Regions from separate parts of the Mustela lutreola genome. Here region 2 is linked to region 1. A link is a contact called in public Hi-C data. All regions are on one chromosome and are shown on one strand. Each heading gives the region's core, a stretch centred on a gene start, on an enhancer-like site or on the middle of the called end of the contact. The rest is flanking DNA. Distances are from core to core; before and after follow the strand shown. Region 1 holds the start of BLCAP (BLCAP apoptosis inducing factor). Region 2 holds the start of GHRH (growth hormone releasing hormone).

Region 1 (2,700 bases), core at 168-2,667:
AAGGCCAAACTCTGTATCTTCCCCCTCAACTGATCCCTCTTCAAGCTTCACCACTATAGTGAAGGGCTCTTGACTCCTTCATACTCAAGACAAAAACCTAGATGTTCTTGCCATTACCTTAGCACGCATCCACTCTTTCATCCTTTATTTCTCCACTTTTCCAAACCATCACCCTCAGTCATCATCACTTTGTAGCTAGAAAGTTCCAAAAACCTTCTAACTGGTCCCCCTACATCTGCTCCCAAGTGTCCTCCAAGCCATGCAACCAGGGTAGCCTTTTGGAAAACAAATTTGTTATCATTCCTCTAAAAAAAAATGGCTTATTACTCTCAAGATAAAATCCAAATTCATTTGGTAGTTCTACCTGCACTACTCCTTTCTCGGCACTTACCCCCACCCTGCTCCTTCCAACCTCATCTGGGACAAGTGGTTCTTTTGCCTATAGTATTTCCCCTTTCGCTCTAGCCCTGCACAACTCCTAACTGTCCTTAGTTTCTCAGTCTAAATGCCAGCTTCTCAGGGCGTATCCACCCTCACACCCCTTACCCCATGTTAGGACCCCATTCATTTTTCAGAATCCTCCTTACGTTCCCCCACGACACTTCCCACGCCGCATAATTGTACGTTGACTTGATTAATATTATTAACACAGTCATTGTTTGCTGACTGTCGTCTCCCCCCCCCCCCCCGCCTGCCCTCCGCCCGCCCCTACACTTGCCCACACTGCGCTGGCAGAGCCTTGAGGTTAGAGCAGTGTCTACGGCTCTCCACTCCACCTTCCACTCAACCCTCTTGCCTTTGGCACTGCACTTACAGATAGTAAGCGCTCAAGGAATGCGCTTAATTAGCTAATAAACGAATCCTGACTCATTCAACCCCCATAACAATTCTGTGAGGTAAGCATTTCATCGCACCGAGGGAAGCTGAGAGTCGCGGTTGTCAAGATGCCCCAACGTGTATGGGGAAAGGGGAGGAGTCAGGTCCTGACCCAAGTCAGGTCCTAATTTCTGAACCCGATTTTCCCGCTCCTGAACTTTGGCCCCTTGGTGAAAGGGCCAGGGAGAGGGCGGACTTTGAGCCAAGAGAAGGTTTGCCCCGGATGACCCGGGTAACCTACGCACGGACGCGGAACCCAGAGCTCACCTACCGAGACTAAGGTACGCCCCCTCGGGCTCTCACTGAGTAAGGATCACAATCTGCTGCATATGCATGAGGGGACCATGAGGCCCTGATTCGGGACTACCCGAGATGCGCCTGACTAAAAATTCTTCGGACTTGAAGACGTGAGAGCTCTGTCAGTTCCTCACACGTACATAGAAAGTTTTCAAAGGCTCATAAGAGGCGAACCTTTGGGGGATATCGGGCGAAGATGACCGCAACTTGGGGTTTATGATCAGGCGTCTTCTGGAGGCAGCCCAATGCCAAGAGGGGTCCTCGGACTGCTCCACTCGAAGACGAAGGGGGCGTCTCCCCGGCTTCCTGCGGCGTCGGTGGCGAGCTGAGGTGGAGGCAGGCTGCGGCAGCGAAGGCGACAGTGGCGGCGGCGCCATGGCAGGGCTCGCAGGTACCGTGGCGTCGGCCCCCTGGGGACGGGATGAGAGGCCCTCAGTGCGGCGGCGCCGCCATGTTGTCCCTTTGGGGTCACCTTAAGGCGTCTCCCCGTCCTTTTCTAGGGTTTTCCTTCCGCGCACCCAGGGGGCCACCCCTGTCCGGTGTCACGTGATTGCCCTGTGTGGCCCTAACCTGGGCCTCGGGAGTCCTTTCCCGGGCCGAGGCCGAGTGACCGGACCCCTGGGTCTCGGTCTGGCCTCCAAGGTCAGTGCTCGCCTGTCTATTCCCGGGACGGGACAGGCAGAGTCGGGGAGCGCGGGGCTGAGGGGCGCGACTACCGCCTCTTCGTCCCAGGGGCCCATGGCAGGGGGCCCAGCTTCTGAGAGTCCTGTTATTTTGTCTCCGACCCTTCAGTCTTATTTTTTTTTAAATCAGAAGGGGCGTGGGTGAGAGGGGCGTAAAGGGGTCTCCCGCCCCAAGGCACCCGCTTTGGTGTCTAAGGTGATGGGGTAATAGGTTGACGCTCGGCTTTGAGTCACGGGTGCTTCTTACCTATCTCATAACTTTACATCAAGTCTGGACACCATTTCCTTTCCTCCAGTATATATGGGGAGTGGCCCTCAAGGGCAGCTGAAGGAACGGAATGCCTGGCACACCAATGGCCTGAAAGAATGGGGGATGGGGAACAGTTCTTTTTGCTTACCCCTTCCAGACTTTCTGTAAATTCCTTCCAGGCCTCCGTGTCCCTTTTCAACGCTAAGTGTTGGGCAACGCTAAATGTTGGGACAGACTGGGATCTGTCCTAGGGAGCGAATGATCTTTCTGTTCATAGGTTCGGATCGTGTTTTATCCCTTTCAGGGAGCTGGTGTGTTGGGAACAGCTTCTGTTTGCCCTGCCTGACATGGTCCAGCCATCCCCTCAGAGCCTTCTGGACAGCAACACCAAAGCCAGGACAAAAAAAAAAAAAAGTTCCAGCTTAAGTGCTAATGCCAAGTGTTAGATCTTGTTTATTTGTTTATTTTAAATCAGAGACTCATTAATGTCAAGCACATCTTTAAAAGATTCAGAGCCCTGGTCAGTTTCCAGTGACCAGATCAATTCCGGATCTGTAATTGGTCTTGTTAGAATTGCTGCCAAAAACGTTTTAA
Region 2 (2,700 bases), core at 93-2,592, 210 kb after region 1:
ACTCTGAAGACCTTTCCAGGGGTGCCTGTGAGTTTCAGTTGGTTAAGTGTCCACGTTTGTCTCCTGTCATGATCCCAGAATCCTGGGATCGAGTCCTGCGTCAGGCTCCCTGCTCAGTGGTCCTATCCTGGCTTGTGCTCTCTCTATATATATCTAAAAATTAAAATAAAATCTTAAAAAAAAAAAAAGACCTCTCCAACTTGGATTCCAGGCGCTGTGAGCTCCAGCCCCCATTTGTCCTGAGCACATCCATTGTCTCCATCCGCCCCTCTGTTAACTTAGCAGCTACAATATCCCAAAGGATGGCCCAGCACAGGTTGCAAGGTAGCTCAAAGCACCTAGTGGGCCAACAGCTTACAGGCAGTTTCCAAGGCAGAGGCCAACACCTCATACAAGCAATTGCATGGAAAGATTGGCTTGCATTCCAGCTGTCTTTGCCAGAACTCTCTCATGGGGCTAATTAACTGGGTGAGATAGCCGACAGGTGCCGCTGGGCCAGAGGAAAGGCGGCTGCCACTCAAGACAGGCTGAGCAAGGGCCAGGGCTGGTTGGAGAGGATTTGAAACTGACAGAAGCCAAATCTCCAGGCACTGTAATTTACCAGGTGGGATTCTGATTCCCCCCAGAAATGGAGACAAGAAAACAAATCCAAACACCCAACCCCATCCAACACCAAGAGCATGCTGAGTGAGAAAGCTCAGGGCTAGGGTAGAAGGCAGCATTGATGACAAGTCCTTCCCAATTCAGGATTTCTTATACATTCAACAAATATTTATAGAGCACCGACGACACGTCAGATGCTATGCTAGGTGATCCACACACAGGCAGTGAGCCAGAAGTAGCCCGCGACTTCATAGAGTCTACATTTAAGTGAAAAGAGACAGACATTACTCAAAGAATCATCTGATTTAATTGTGTGGTTCTGTAAGTGAATGATCGTGTTCTTAGGAAATAATCCTTAAATATTTAGGGGTAAAGGGCAAGACGTCTACAACTTTTTCTCAAGCACTTAAAAAAATAACAATCGTATATATATTAGCTATACATGTAGTTTGTATATATAACTTATATAATCTATCATACACACAGAGAAACAGAGAGAAATTAATAAAGCAAATATGACAAAATGTTAACAAGTGTTGGTTCTGGACCAAGAGTCTATGGGAGTTCCTGCAAATGTTCTAAAAGGATGAAATTATTTCTAGAAATTTTATTTCATTTTATTATTTTGTTAAAGATTTTATTTATTTATTTGACACAGAGAGAGGGAACACAAGTAGGGGCAGAGAGAGAGGGAGAAGCAGGCTTCCCGCGTAGGAGGGAGCCTGATATGGGGCTCTATGCCAGGACTCTGGGATCATGACCTGAGCCGAAGGCAAACACTTAACGACGGAGCCACCCAGACGCCCCTGGAAATTTTGAAAAGGATCAAAAAACTACTTGGAAATTGTAATAGTGGTGAGTGCTGTTTTGTTTTTTTAAGTACATAATGGTGGGGGCACCTGGGTGGGTCAGTCGATTGGGCACCTGCCTTCGGCTCTGGTCATGATCTCAGGGTGCTGGGATCCAGCCCCATATTGGGCTCCCTGCTCAGCGGCGAGTTGGCTTCTTCCTCTTCCCCTGTGATCTCTCTTGCTCTCATTCTCTCTCAAATAAAGGAGAGAGAGAAAAAAAAAACTCTCAAAAATCTTTTTAAAAAAATAATAAAGTACATAATGGTGTAAGGACCTAAAAATGGCATGGTTTGTCTTAGACTGGGAGGTTAAGGAGAGCTTCATGAAAGCGGCAGGTTTGAGCTACAGTCTGAGCCGAAGTTGACCAGGAGAGAGAGCTGCCTTCCCAGCAGAGGACAGGGCTCCAGCAGAAACCTTGTCATGGGAAAGAGAGAGCACATGGGAGGAACTGAGAAAATGGGAAGCAGCCTCTGGAGCAAGGGCTGCCACACCCCAGCAGGGCTCGTGCCTATGGGGAGCTGGGGCTGGTGGCAGGGGACAGGCTTTCAGAAAAGGGGCTGCTCTTCTGGCCCAGAGAGGGATCCGAATTATTTCTTCCCTGCCCATTTTGGTTTATGTTCCTGTGTATCTTCCTGTGGCTTCCCTCCAACCTCGGTTCTTATGTCTCTGCTCGAATGCGGCTCCCCAGGTCAGGCCCACAATGCCGGTAGCGTGTGGCACCATGATAGGACAGCTTCTCACCACCACTTGCCTTTAGGGTCATCTCAACCCCCAATCCCTGGTTGCCATTCATCAATCAGCCCCTTTACCTGCCATAGAGAGAACAACGGGCTGTCCCTTAAAAAAATTATTTCTACCATCTGCTCCTTGGACCTCAGGCAGTGGGCTCCATCTGCCGATGGCTCTGTGCAGTTCCCACCTGCCCTCTACCCTCCGCTGGTGTCCAGAGAGCGCCCACAGAGCTACCTCTTGGATTTCCTTCCAAGTCAAGTGCGACCCTGGGTGCCCGGGAAGCATGGATCTTTGTAATAAACGCTCCATGTCTCCATGGGTTTGTTCAACTGAGTCATCCAAGCGTGTTGTTGATACAGGGTAACATCACACCAGATCCCGAAGCCCAGGGCGTGAGGGACATTTCATTAGGTGTTCGTTGGGCCAGAGAATTTGGACCATGAAGGGAACGTTGAGATCTTGGGGTCTCACACCCTCGCGTTCATTGCAGAGCAGTTCAGAGAATGGCAGTAAC

Evidence for each region. Hi-C and Micro-C count contacts between places; a contact is called where the count stands out from the background.
Region 2: a Hi-C map of an unstated tissue shows a contact between it and region 1, with 9 times the contacts expected there. The contact joins the promoter of GHRH here to the promoter of BLCAP in region 1. A contact is called at or near these places in 2 of 2 Hi-C or Micro-C datasets (blood and an unstated tissue).

The regions. Positions count from the first base shown.
Region 1 is chr9:21,405,528-21,408,227 of mMusLut2.pri, forward strand. BLCAP (BLCAP apoptosis inducing factor) reads left to right here and starts at 1,418. Exons shown (of 2, transcript XM_059133254.1): 1 at 1,418-1,564.
Region 2 is chr9:21,619,196-21,621,895 of mMusLut2.pri, forward strand. It overlaps GHRH (growth hormone releasing hormone), which reads left to right and starts at 1,343. Exons shown (of 5, transcript XM_059132926.1): 1 at 1,343-1,458.